Regions from separate parts of the Sus scrofa genome. Here regions 1 and 2 are each linked to region 3. A link is a contact called in public Hi-C data. All regions are on one chromosome and are shown on one strand. Each heading gives the region's core, a stretch centred on a gene start, on an enhancer-like site or on the middle of the called end of the contact. The rest is flanking DNA. Distances are from core to core; before and after follow the strand shown.

Evidence for each region. A called contact is a pair of places that touch in the nucleus more often than the background predicts.
Region 1: a Hi-C map of liver shows a contact between it and region 3, with 2.6 times the contacts expected there. The contact joins the promoter of DYNLL1 here to the promoter of COX6A1 in region 3. A contact is called at or near these places in 7 of 47 Hi-C or Micro-C datasets (embryonic fibroblasts, fibroblasts, heart right ventricle and 2 more) and 2 of 2 datasets of contacts at active chromatin or transcription factors (alveolar macrophages and skeletal muscle).
Region 2: a Hi-C map of epiblast stem cells shows a contact between it and region 3, with 1.6 times the contacts expected there. The contact joins the enhancer-like site here to the promoter of COX6A1 in region 3. A contact is called at or near these places in 2 of 5 promoter capture datasets (fetal skeletal muscle and liver), 29 of 47 Hi-C or Micro-C datasets (alveolar macrophages, blood, brain and 15 more) and 2 of 2 datasets of contacts at active chromatin or transcription factors (alveolar macrophages and skeletal muscle).

What each region holds. Positions count from the first base shown.
Region 1 is chr14:40,454,272-40,458,769 of Sscrofa11.1, reverse strand. It overlaps DYNLL1 (dynein light chain LC8-type 1), which reads right to left and starts at 2,816. Exons shown (of 3, transcript NM_001195114.2): 1 at 2,683-2,816; 2 at 2,337-2,474; 3 at 418-850. The coding sequence starts at 2,468. The coding sequence ends at 713.
Region 2 is chr14:40,348,401-40,352,961 of Sscrofa11.1, reverse strand. It overlaps MSI1 (musashi RNA binding protein 1), which reads left to right. Exons shown (of 14, transcript NM_001315570.1): 5 at 280-321; 6 at 1,838-1,930. Among named protein-coding and RNA genes, the nearest start is that of MSI1, 6.0 kb to the left of the region's middle. Within about 2 kb of position 3,066, at least 24 of the 83 cell types and tissues checked have an H3K27ac peak or open chromatin away from gene starts, as enhancers often do. A contact at or near this core is called in brain, epiblast stem cells and undifferentiated spermatogonia, where this site is marked.
Region 3 is chr14:40,405,198-40,409,995 of Sscrofa11.1, reverse strand. It overlaps COX6A1 (cytochrome c oxidase subunit VIa polypeptide 1), which reads right to left and starts at 1,396. Exons shown (of 3, transcript NM_001190221.1): 1 at 1,259-1,396; 2 at 969-1,111. The coding sequence starts at 1,361.

The DNA of each region.
Region 1 (4,498 bases), core at 1,567-4,066, 47 kb before region 3:
GGGCTACACCCACAGCATATGTAAGTTCCCAGGCTAGAGGTCTAATCAGAGCTACAGCTGCTGGCCTACACCAGAGCCACAGCAATGCCAGATCCAAGCCGCACCTGCAACCTACACCACAGCTCACAGCAACACCAGAACCTTAACCTTCTGAGCAAGGCCAAAGATGGAACCCACAACCTCATGGTTCTTAGTCGGATTCATTTGCACTGCGCCATGACGGGAACTCCTCAGCATACACTTCTGAGTATTACTCTTCTATGCACAACAGAAGCAGGATGGCTAAGAATGAAACTCCTGTGCTGGATCGTCTGTTATATCCCACAGAAACTTCAAGGACTCACCCCCACCAACCTACTCAAGATCAAACAGGCCATCTTCAACCCTAGGTTATTGGAACAAATTGTAACTAACACATACTTCTCCAACAGATTTATTTTTTCTTTAAAGGAATGGTTTTTGAAGAGAAAACACATGGGGCAGAGAGGTATGGAATAGAAAATAAATACAAATGTAAGCTGTTTTGCTAATTGCTTTATAACCACAACAAGTTAGCACAGAGAAGGCCCTGTACAAAGCAACACAATAAAGGTTCAAAGATTCGAGGTGTTCCCTTAGGCAAGGCTGAAGATTTCAGTCTCTGGTATTTGGAATTTAGGCTGCAGTCCTTATTTTTGGATGGATCACTGGGTGTGTGGCATAGTCCATGCTCTTAACCAGATTTGAACAGGAGAATGGCCACCTGGCCCAGGTAGAAGTAGATGAAGTGTTTGGTTTCATGTGTCACGTAACTACCGAAGTTCCTCCCCACAATGCAGTGCCAAGTGGGGTTGTACTTCTTGTCAAACTCCTGGGGGGAGGGAGAAAAGAAAAAGAGAACACTAGAATTTTAGCGCTAAACCAGAGGTCAGAGTTTGCCTCCTAGATAAGCAAAGCCTGTAGGGGCAGAAAAGAGGAACGTCAGCATCTGCACATTCTTAGAATGAAAGAATGTTCCCCAGCTTTTTATCGCCTACATAGTGCATTAATGCAAACATACTTGCAATCTGATCTGAGCTGGGAACAACAGGGGTTGGGGAGGTAAAAGTCAGAAAGGACAGCCTCAAAAATAGTGCTTTGTTATTGTGGTAATTACACCATCATTAACTTCTAGAATATTCTTATTCATTAACAGCAGGTGACATCAACAGTTCTAGTTTATGTTTTTGTGTCTTAACATAACTATCCTACTGTATGACATGCACCCCCAGGTCCAAGAAAATAATATTTAGCGCAAAATACTGCCCTGTAACTCATTCCAGGATCATGTGAAAAGACTTCTAAACAACAAAGCCTCAATTAGCATCTAATCCGCTGTGGGTTAAAATTTTAAGTGGACAAGACACTTGGCTCTCCACTGTCCCTATAAAGAATGATGAAGAACCTGACAGCCAACTGAGCAAATTTTATTTTTAATGTCAATAGCCCTTCTGCTTCCATCTATACTGATGGTGCTAATCTACTACCTGGTTCTCAAATATAGCAAATTGCAGCCACAAATTTTCCAGAGCCCACCCTCGAGTGTTAATTTTTCACTTGGTTACCCTAGGCAGAGGCCAAAACTAATCTTTCTCTATGAAAGTCTTACAAGTCTCTGGTGAGTTAGGCAAAATTTGGCTACTCTTGTACTTCAGCAGGGACATCTTTTAGATTAAGGGGAAAAACATTCTTATAAACTAGACCAATGCATGCCTGCCTTTGTCAAAAGATATTTATTTCTGTTCCATCTGAAGTCTTTCATCGTCTCATTCCCCACTGGAACCCTCCCACGGCTTAGGCTGCCAGCTTCCTTCCCTTCTAGAAAACAGAGCTCGAGAAGTTGGCAGGCCTGCCAGCTTTCTACAGACTGCCATTTACCAATCCCCCACCATCACTACCACCCACTTTCCCCTCAACTGCCGACTGACTCCCCACTGGAGGTTGGCAAGATCTCCCTCCGGTCCTGCTGGAAACACCCACGCAGCTCCCCCCTCCCAAACACCCAGATGGATCCTCCGCGCAGCAATCACGGAGAAAGGAGAGCCGCTGCTCCCTGATCCTAGAAACCGTTGCTAGGTGGCGCTTTACCCGCGGAGCTGGGTAATAAAAAAACTTCGGGCGCTCAGGGTCTAATATTCAGGAGAAGCGCAAAAATCATGTGCATCCTTTTCTAGAAACCTCTATACCCGCGCTGCCTTGTGTGCCCCCAGGATCTCTGCAGCGTGCTGGGTCGCAGGATCAAGGAGATGGAACTAGATTGTTACTCTCCCCAGCTGTGCGTAAACTCCCCGAGCCCCCAGCCCGCGCTCTGTCCTCACCTTCTTGATATGGGCCGCAATGTCCTTCTCTATATTATATTTCTCCAGTGCCTGAGTAGCACACTCCACCGAATCCTGTTGCATCTCCTCCGACATATCGGCATTTTTGATCACGGCCTTTCGGTCACACATGGTTACCTGGGGGGCAAGGCCCGGGCAAAGGGTAAGGAATTGAGGTGTCGGCTGCGTCTGCAAAGCGCCTGCTTCCCAGGCCCGCTCTGCCCGCCCCACGCCACCCCGGGACGACGCCCCCCACCCCGCCTCTCAGGAAGCGCCGGCCGCGCGGACCGAAGAAGCCCTGCGGGGGACGAAGCCAGGTAGCGGAGTACCCCCTCCCGAGCCTTACCAAGTAGCAGCGGCTGGCCGACTGCAACGGTCTCCTGGGGGAGGGGCTGCGGAGGATCAGACCCGTCGGGAGAGGCGGTCGCTACCGAAGCCGTGGCGCATCTAAGCAGCCCCACTCCAGCCGCCGCCGCCTAGTGCCTAAGCCCCGCCCTGTTCCCGCCGGCCCCGCCCCCCGCCGAACGCCCCTATTGGCTTGACTCAGCCCCTAAGACTCTCCCATTGGCCCAGGGACTGAATGGTTCCCTCAGGATCTTTCTCCTGCATTTTGTTGCAGACCACAATGCACCGCTCTCGGCGTCCGTTGCCCCGGCAATGGGCCACACGCGGTGCGGGCCCAAACACCCCTAAGGTGGTGCAGTGGCTGAGTAGCGAGGACCACCCAGCGGCTAGGGTAGTCGAAGGGGTTGTCCTCCCAAACCAAGAGAAGTGATTCTCAATTTACAGAGGTTGTCCCAGGGTGTGTTCTCCAATAAGGATAGTCTTGGGAAGTTGGGTATCCTACATTCCTCCCTACCTCCACCCCACGTCAAAAGGATTTTCCGATTCTGAGGTAGCGATTCCCTTCATTGAAAAGGTATCTGTGAGGGGAGGCAGGGCCGGCTTCGTGGGGAAGTGACCAGTGCAGTCGCAGAAGAGGAGCCTCGGGGTTTGGTTTTATGCTCTGTGATCTCATTCTTGAAATTCTTATTAATTTGTCTTAAAAAGGGACGCCACATTTTCATATTGCATTGGGCCAGCCAGACTTACTCTGAAACATGGCGGCAGTGGGGGGTTGTGGTTTGGAAGTCCTGAAGAATGAGAGAGGGTTTCCTTGTGAATTAAGAGATTATCCGCAAGAGTGGGGCCTCCCTGCTGGGCAATGCTAACTTCCTTTTAAGGGGATGGAGGACCTTCCCAATGGATTTGGAAGTGTTAATCCTGAGTGTGTGTGTCAAGGGTGGGGCATCTTGCTCAGATGAGGCCATCTTTCCTGTGGGAGTTTCTTGGTGGAGATTTATCTCTGGGGCCAAAGTGGATAGAAAGGCATCCCTCAGAGGTATTTTCTCTAGTTTAGGAAGACTAACTGCTTAAGTGGTTAGAAAAAGCAAGGGGGGATTGGGGAGCAGGGTCAGTCATTTACTAGCTGTTTGAACCTCAGTTTTCTAATCGGAAAAGGGGGACTAAATATAAAAGGAAACCACTTAATATGCTTGTTGAGAATATTAAATAAACTAATGCATTTGAAATTCTTAGCACTACTTGGGGCACATAGTAAGGGTTGGAAGAATCTCACCAGTAACTGTCAGCTTATGGAACAGTTACGGCAAGGGCAAGGTTTTCAACAACCAACACTTAAATGCCTAAAATGGGGGGGAGGGGGTCGTTTGCTTTTTGTTCTTTTGGTTTTCTTGCTTTTTAGGGCTTCACCTGCGGCACATGGAAGTTCCCGGGCTAGGGGTCAAATTGGAGCTACAGCTGCCAGCCTACACAACAGCCACAGCAACTTGGGATCCGAGCCAAGTCTGCAACACACACCACAGCTCACCACATCGCCAGATCTTTAACCTACCAAGCAAGGCCAGGGATCAAACCCACATCCTCATGGATACTAGTTGGGTTCACAAAGAGAATTCCACCTTTAATGTGTTTTAGAACTTCCGTAAACAAGTTATCAATTTAATAACGCAATCAGAAGCTTTGTTTACATTTTTGCCTGTTTCTACTTGACCACTCAGTCTCATTAACCCAGAGACTTACAATTTGATCAGAGGCACACAGATGGGAATAACAGAAACTCAGGTACAATTTATGCATATCAGTAAAATCAAATTAAGAGG
Region 2 (4,561 bases), core at 1,817-4,316, 59 kb after region 3:
ATGTTAGTATTGGTCCATTTTGCAAGGGAGCTCAAGCCTAAGGCTCAGAGAAGTTAAGTAATCTGTGCAAGACCTCACAGCTGGGAAGCAGTGCAAGTGGGATTTGGACCCAGCAGCCCAGCTTTGGGTCTAATGCTTAACATTTACACTCTCCTGCCAGACGCTGTGGCAGTTTCTGTCACCTCTGTGTCACCTCTGTGTCCTGAGATGAGAGAGGTCCTCAGATCTGCAGGCTGAGTGTGATAGCCAAGCCCCCTCCACCTCTCTCTTCTCTTTCAGATTGACCCCAAGGTGGCCTTTCCTCGGCGAGCACAGCCTAAGGTAGGTGAGTCTGTGTCTGGGAGCAGCTCTGTACCACCAGCAGTGATTTTCCCAGCATGCCCTTCCATGGAAGATGCTTCTGGTTGGAATGTTAATGGCATGGACTGGGATGGGAGGAGGGAGGATTCTTGTCCTTCTCTGTGGATCACAGACGCCACGCATTTTCCCATTTTTACTCTGGAGTGAACTAGGGAGAAGGGGCTGCATGTGGTGAAAGAAGGAGGAACCTCTCAGGGGATTCATTGTCCTCTATTGGAAGCCAGTAGACTTTGGACCCTGGGTCTAATTCTGACCTTGGAGATCATAGCCTCTGTGCCCAGCACTTCTAGGGGGTCAAACACAGAACAAACTTACCCCCTGAGGCTGAGCTAGAGTCAGGTCAGGGAGCTACCTCTGACCCCCAGTCACCCTCCACCCCCAACCCCCTACCCCCACCTCTAGGATGAGGTGTGTTGGGCTTGCAGAGCAGGAAGTGATCACAGAGTCTGTCACCTGTTATCTTTCAACTTGGGTGACTGTGGCTGCCCGCTCCAGTGTTCTTTTTCTCTGGTGCTGTGGTGAGTTTTTCTGGGTGTAAGGAAAACAGATTTCTGAGCAGTTGAGCTCTACAGAACTCAAAACTTTGGGTGCAGGACAGGGGTCTAAGAGTTTATTCCAGGCTTGAGGGCAACTGGCCACATCTTAACTTTTAAGCAGTGGGAAGCAGGAGATAGCTGGAAAGCTGACTATGGTGTGGGGAGCAGGACCCCTGAGTCTGCTGGCTGATCATGTGTCCTAGGCCTTGGTCCCTCTCCAGGAGATCTCAGTTTCCCCCTTTGCAAGGGGTTGGTGAGAACTGAGATGATTCAAGATTTTGAGTCTTGGTGCCCAGCTCCTGCCATGGCAAGGGAGAGAGGCGGGTTTTAGGAGACAGGAAAAGGGCATCACTGGAAGGGTCCAGCAGAGGGCCTGAAAGCAATTATGGAGCAGGTATTCGAAGGAAGCCGCACCAGGGAGCACATGGTCGGAATTGGGTTAATTCCATTAAGCAGTTTGGTGACAGAAGGTGCTTTAGTGTTAGGATGGGGCTGGGAATTGCTGTGGATTAGCCATGCGCTCCTGGGGTAATTAGGACCATGTGTTCTTCCTAAAACAGGGCTGGAACCACGAGGCTGCCAGAGGTTGGGTTGGGAGGAGGCTGATGAGGAAAATGTCGGTGTTGAGTTCAGGGGGACTCTGGAATGGGCCTTCGGTCTCTCCCAGGAGTGGCTGGTGGGGTCTTTGAGGTAGGCTATAGGTCACTAAGCCACCCCCTTCCTGACACAGACCTCAGGGAGCGAGCCAGCCAGGGTGTGGGGTGCACAGCTGCCTGTGACAGGCCTAGAGGTGGGGGTCTGAGGGAGAGCTGGGGGCATCCAAGTAGCTGGGGCCACAGAGAGCTTGTCAGCTGGCGCCCTGGCAGGAGGGCTGGAGCCCCTGCTGGTGGCGGTAGGCCACAGGACTCAGATGCCCACTTTCTCATTCCCTCCCCTAACAGATGGTGACTCGAACGAAGAAGATCTTTGTTGGGGGCCTATCAGTAAACACCACAGTGGAGGACGTGAAGCAATATTTTGAGCAGTTTGGGAAGGTGGGTCAAAACTGGGGGTGCCGGCTGGGGGTACGAAAGCCCTGTAGAATTTTGGTCAGTAGTGAGCAGAGTCCAGCCAGGCCATTCCAATGCCTGCAAGAGTTGAAAAGGGGGCAGGGTCCTTTTGTGGGTAAGACCAGGCCAACCCACCATGCAGGCTCCTGGCCTATCTGTGGGCCTCAGACTCTGGATGCATCCCCAGGGAGAGAAGCCACACAGTAGCTGTCCCTGTTGTTGCCCTTCTCCTGCTTATCTTCATTCTCCTGAGGGAGGCTGTGCTCCCGAAGCCAGTTCAATCCAGTCACCTCTTAGCCTCCTGGGAGTTTGCACCTGTCCAGTCCACGGGCGGTTGTACCTTCCCCCACTCCTTCCTGGTGAGGATGATAAGGAGGCAATAAATATGACTCCTGGTTGTACTCAGGACCCTGCTGGCACAAGTGGGAGTGGGGGGCGGGGGGGCGGCAGTGTATGCTGATCTCTTAGCTATTGGGAAGGGGCTGAAGAGACCACCCCAAATTCCTGGTCAGTTCCAGAGGATTGGCTCTCAGCTCTGAGGTGCATGGAGAGCTTAAATTTCTGGAGCCATTTAGTCCACGAAGTCAATGTGGTGACATCAGACAAAAGGATGTCCCCAGAAATGTGAGCAATTTGAACTTCAAGCTCCCATAGGGAGATGGCAAAGGGGGCCAAGTTTTAAGTCTTGGGGTGAAGTAGGGCTACTGTGCTTAATGCTGGGGTCCCTGGTCTTTTCTGATGAGCGACAGGCTGCAGGGCTGAGTCTCACTTTCCCATCAAGGCTCTTTTAGTTCCCTGTTAGGCAAAGGGCACATGAGAACGTGGCATGGGAATGGGATGGGAGCTGGGGACTGGGTGGGTCTCCAGCCCTCTGTCCCTAGGGTAGAAGAGGAGAGAGCAGGGTATCCCCTGGCCAGCTGATGCTGGTGATGTGGGGACCAGAGGCCTAGGCTCAGGCGCCTCTGCGGGGACCCGCGTACAGGACGGAGGGCAGGTCGGCGGCCTGGGCCCCAGAGGGAAGGGCGCTCCTGGGAAGCAGCAGGCCGCTAGGCTCCGGTGGGGTGTCTTTGTGTCTGAGCGCGGAGCATTAGAGCTCGCACTAATCTGATCCAGCAGCTGTGATTGGAGGCCGCCTGCCCCCGGGGCCGGCGTTGCCATGGCAACCGGGCCCCAGGAGAAGCCGTCAGCGGCCGCGTCTTTTGTTCGGGCCTAAATCGGCGTTGGCATGTGAAACCGGCCCGGGGAGGCCAGGGGGAGCCGGAGAATAGGCTGCCAGGGAGCGAGGGGGACAGCCGGGAATGCCAAGGGCCCCGCGGCAGGGGGCCCCCCGCCCGGATCGAGGGGCCGCCGCCGAGGGGGGAACAATGGTCAGCCGCCATGGCTGCCACTCAGGCTTAGCGGCCGCCGAACTTGGCGGCTCCCACTGGTCAGCAGGCCTCGGCCACCTCCCCTCCCCCTTCCCGATCCCCCCTGCCCCTGGGTTCCCATGGAGACCAAAGCCTATTAAGGACACTGGGCTGGGAGCTTCCCTCCCCTCCGCTGGCCCCGGGAGGGTAGGCCGGTGGGGGTCCCCTGGACCCCCAGCCACTTTCTTTGCTCTGTGCCCTGGCCTCAACCTCACTGCCCTACTCGGAGTTCGCCCAGCCAAGGCCCAGGTTGAAGGGTGTGTGGGGCCAGGCTGGGGGGAGTTGCAAGGTTGGGTGGAGGAAAGGCTGTGGATTTGGGCTGAATGTGTTATGGGTCCACCAGAAACTCAAGGCTGCAGGATCAGAGGAGGAGGGTATGGCTGGTTCGTCTATTCATTCATTCAAAGAGTAATCATTGCACACAAGTGGAGGTGCCCAATAGGATGGTCCTGGTCATAACTGACACAGGCACTGTCTTCATGGAACCTTCAAAGCCAGCGGTGTTGGGCCGTTTTCTCTCTAGCTTTGCCACCCTCCCCCATGTGACTGTGGGCAAGTGCCTCTATAATAAAGGTACTACTATTAATCATAATAATAACTGTTACTTATTAAGTACTTACTGTATCCCAAGTGTTACAAGGCACTATCTCATTTAACTTCTCCCTATAAGACATAGTTATGCCCATTTTACAGATGAAGAACTTGAATCATGCAGACATAAGTCACTTGCCCGAGTTTATTTTCCAATTCTGGCCTGTCCTACTCTCAAAGCCTATGCTTTTATCACAACCCTCCCTTTCCAGGTTTCTCTTTTCCATGTGCTAAGCATGAAGTGTCCATCCAGTTTGGACAGCCTAATCAGTTTGGGATTGGGACTCAGAATCAGTCCATAAGGATGGGAGTGAGGGTGATACTGCGCTACAGGGCCCCGGGTCAGGAGCCTCCTTGGGAAGAGAGATGTCATTTAGCTCTAAGATTCTTTAGGGACCCAGCTGCCTCCTGGCTTAGTGGGGGTTATGGTCCTCCCAGGGGGAAGTTGTGGGGGGCCTGGTGCAGCTTAGTGCCTAAGAAGAGCTAGCTGGAGGACCACCCTGTTCAGGCGCTGCCCTTACCACTTTGACAAGGCAGATGCTGGGCCTGGAAAGAGAGCAAAGGAGAGTGGGGAAGAGGCTTGGCCCCAAGGCCTAAGGAAGTTTTCCTTCATCCCTTG
Region 3 (4,798 bases), core at 147-2,646:
GCTGTTAAACATCCTGTAACTCACAGCAGAGCCCCTTGCCCCCAAAAGAATTATCTGGTACCAAATGTCAATAACACTGAGGTTAAGAAACCTTGCTGTATGGCTTCTAAGTCTATTGTACAAGAGTGGGAGTGGTGCTCAAAGACAGTGCTCTTGTTAAAAATACAGCAAGTAATGTAAAATACATTATTACACCTACATTGACAGCCAAAAGATGAAACAGTTGGGATGATAACTAGCGTAAAGGAGAGGAACAGAAGCTCAGTCTCTTCCTTATACAGCTAGTAAATGTCAGATGCCCAGGTCTTAGAGAAATGAACCCGGGGAGTTCCCGTTGTGGCGCAGTGGTTAACGAATCCGACTAGGAACCATGAGGTTGCGGGTTCGATCCCTGCCCTTGCTCAGTGGGTCAAGGTTCAGGCGTTGCCGTGAGCTGTGGTGTAGGTCGCAGACGCGGCTCGGATCCTGCGTTGCTGTGGCTCTGGCGTAGGCTGGCGGCTACACCTCCGATTAGACCCCTAGCCCGGGAACCTCCATATGCCGCAGGAGCGGTTCAAGAGATGGCAAAAAGACAAACAAAACAAAACAAAACAAAAAAAAGAAATGAACCCCCTTCTGACGTTGCCAGTCTAAGGGAGTTTCCCAAACCTCCAAGTTTTGCACAACGGACAGTTGTTTCAGAACAGTATCAGAAGGCAAAGGGTGGGATGACTCGGAAAAAGGAAAACCGAAGGGCATCTACCGTATGACCTTGAAGAAAACTGAGCCGTGAACCCCCGCCCCCCCAGTCTCAAGTTATCCTTCTGTAAAACTGGAGAAAATTCTGTTTGAAAAAAATAATAATAAACGACAATGTGTTTGAGAGGATTAAATGAGAAACTCTACACGCCCAACACCCACGCTTTTAGAGAATGAAGAACTAGGCCTAAGGGCTTTGGAATAAGAGGTGAAGAGACTGCAAGGGGTACCTTGGACCTGATGCGAAGATGGGGGTAGGGGACGAACTCGGGTCTCTCCTCCTCTGCGTGGTGCGACTTCAGGAAGACGTTCAGCATGCTCACTCCCACCCCGGGGAGTGCCACGAAATAGGTGAGGGTCTTCCACATGCGAGCTGCAAAGGGGGCACGACCACTCAGGCCTGGAGGGGACCCGCCCTGAGTCTCACCTCCCTCCCTCAAGGCCTCAAGCCAAGGTCATAGACCCGCCGCTCTTCGCTCGAGTGGGGCTGAGGCCCGCTCCGCGACCCCAGTACCAGTACCTGAGCCCTCCTCGCCATGGGCACTACTCGACATAGGCCGCCTCAGCTGCAGCTGGGAACGACGTAGCAGCCCAGACACCCTGGACCCAGCAGCTGCCGCCATTTTCGACCTAGATCACTTCGGCGCCGGAAGCGGAAGCAGAAAGAAGGGCTGGGGGGCGGGACCACAACCTCAAAAGGAAGTTCCTATTGGGCGGTGCCTAGTCCCAAAGAGCCTGCGCACTGTCCTCCGAGCCCAGAGTCCTTGTCCGAAAGCAGCCAGCCGCGGGGTTCGAGGGAGCATGTAGTCTGTACTCCTGAGAGTATCTGGTTTCTCCCCACCATCAGCACACGGGTGAGGTCAAGAGCAAAAGAAAGCTTTGCTGGGCACACTCTGGCATCCTAGATCGCTCCCTTCAATGAAATCCGTGCACAGTAACTGGAGATTCCTAGCACAAATCACCCTATCTAAAATGCCATTTCCAGAATTCCCTCTGTGGAACAATGGGATCAGCGGCGTCTTGGGAGCGCTGGGAGACAGGTTCGATCCCTGGCAGAGCATTGTGGGTTAAGGATCCGGCGTTGCCACAGCTGCGGCTTAGGTCACAGCTGCCGCTCGGATCTGATCTCTGGCCTGGGAACTCCAAATGCCACGGAGCAGCCAAAAAAAACCAATTCCATTTCCCCTCCTCCCCATCCTCTCTGACTCTGCCCTGTTTTTTTCGGGGCACTTGGACAAAATAATTGTCATATCTTTATTTTGTCGGCATCACAGATTTTATATTCTATTAGGGAGGACAAAGATTTTGCCGTTGCAGCATTCGCAGACTCAGGAATCCTGTCTAGCCAGTAGCATGTGCTCAACACAAGTTTGTTGAATGAATGAATGAGTGTGTGAATGAACAAATAGCAACGGGAAGAAAAAATTGTCATCTGTTATAGCTGATCTCTACAATTCTTTCCCACTCTTTTTTCTTCCTTCTACTCATTTAAAAGCAGTTTTACAAATAAAGATTTTAAATAGATACATAAGATAAAGTGAAGATCATCTTTTTCTTTGTTTGTTTGCTTGCTTTTTAGGGCCGAAACCGCAGTATATGGAGGTTCCCAGGCTAGGGGTCAAATCAGAGCTACAACTGCCAGCCTACACCACAGCCACAGCAATGCAGGATCTGAGTCTCGGCTGCGACCTGCACCGCAGCTCACATTGACGCCCGATCCTTAACCAACTGAGTGAGGCCAGGGGTGGAACCCTCCATCTCATGGTTACTAGTTGGATTTGTTTCTGCTGTGCCACAACGGGAACTCTGAAGGTAAACTTTTTGACCACAGGCTCTTTTAAGATTATGATGAAAGCTATGAATCCTTTTCCTTCTAAGAACACAGAGTTTAAGCACACAGTGTTGGGAGAAGAAGGCACTAGAAAGTACATCCACGGCCCCTCTAAGAGTCCTGTGCCCCAGATTAAGAATCCCTATATAGAGTATTAGACAGGGACTCTGGCACTGGAAGACTGGGTTCACGTTTTGTTTCTTTCCCTTACAGCCTGTATGACCTTGAGCAAGTTAGATAAAATGAATGCTTTGAGGTTCTCCGGTTTCACAAAAACAAAAATTGGGATCATATTACTAAAGCTTCACAATCTGGTCTTTCATTCTCTGAGTAGCCTGGGTTTTTGCATGTTATGGTGTAATTAGAATAGTCAAATCCCTAGGCATCCTCGAACACAGCCAAAGAGGCTGTGAGGCCCCACAATGTAGCTATGGAAATGGTCCAAGCTCGAGGATCAGGAAATCCTGAGTCCAAATCTGGTCTGCCCCCAGTTGTTCCTCCTCTCTTAATGGGAATATAGTATGCACTTATTCATCCCTTTATCCAACAAATAATAATTTATTAAGAATATCTCCACCTGGAGAAGTTACTCAACCGCTATCCATAATAATAATGATGGTTCATTTAATAAATATTAATGATGGTGGCTACTGTGTGCCAGGTGTATACAGTAGTATCCAAGAACTAGAAGCTCTCTCATGAAATGTATAATTCAGTGGTAGAGACAGGATTAAGTGAAAAATATCCAATGCCTGTAATATGTTAAAAACTCAACAAATGTTTTCTTTCCCAAAGGACTTTCATACATCTTACAGGGTGGTATTGCTCATTAAAGATTCTGTCTGTCACAGTACATACTTAGGCATGATGCCTATGATGTTATTGCCAGGTATGCACAACATTTGCAAAGCCTTGGGTGACTGCATTTAGACAGCCCAGGAAACCAAAATCATCAATAGAAAGAATAGCTAATATTTACTGAGCACTTATTTCATGCCCGTATCTATGCTAAGCACTTTACATAAACTGTTTTCCTCACCTCAGTAAACGGCCACTCCATTCAAGTTAAACACTTTGGAATCATCTTTTTTTTTTTTTGTCTTTTTTTTTTGCTATTTCTTTGGGCCGCACCCATGGCATATGGAGGTTCCCAGGCTAGGGGTCCAATCGGAGCTGTAGCCACTGGCCTACGCCAGAGCCACAGCAACGTGGGATCCGAGCCACGTCTGCAACCTACACCACAGCTCATGGCAACGCCGGATCGTTAACCCGCTGAGCAAGGGCAGGGACCGAACCCGCAACCTCATGGTTCCTAGTCGGATTCGTTAACCACTTCGCCACGACGGGAACTCCTGGAATCATCTTTGATCTCTTTCTCTTTCTCTCTCTCTCTCTCTCTCTCTCTCTCTCTCTCACACACACACACACACACACACACACACACACACACACACATTTTATATCCAATCCATTAACAAATCTTGCTAGCTCTTCCTTCAGGCATATCCAGAATCTGACCACTTCTTACTACCTACTGCTACCAATTTAATCAAAAGCATTCTCATTTCTCACCTGAACTATTGCAACAGCCTCCTAGCTGGTCTCCCTGCTACCTGGCCCTTTTACAGTCTTCTTACATGACAGCCATGGAAGCCAGAAGGATACCTTAAAACCTGTCGGATCATCTTCCTCCTCTGCTCAAAATCCTCCAGTGGCTCCCATCTCACTCAGAATAAATGTCAAAGTCCTGGGAGTTCCCGTCATGGCTCAGTGGTTAACGAATCCGACTAGGAACCATGAGGTTGCAGGTTTGATCCCTGGCTTTGCTCAGTGGGTTAAGGATCCGGCGTTGCCGTGAGCTGTGGTATAGGTTGCAGACATGGCTCGAATCTGGCATTGCTGTGGCTGTGGTGCAGGCTGGGAGCTGTAGCTCCGATTTGACCCGTAGCCTGGGAACCTCCATATGCCGCAGGTGTGGCCCTAGAAAAGACCAAAAAAAACAAAGTCCTTACAGTGGGCTGCCAGGTCCTTCATACCTTGCCCCCAGCCGCCTCGCTGATGTCATCTAGTCTATCTGCCCCCTTGCCCAATTCATTCCAGCTACATCGGCCCTCTTGCTTTTCCTTGAACGTGCCAGGCATGCTGCTGCCTCAGGACTTCTGCACATACTCATTTCTCTGCCTGGAAGAGTTTCCTCCTCGGCTGCATGAATTGCTTTCTTACTTCACT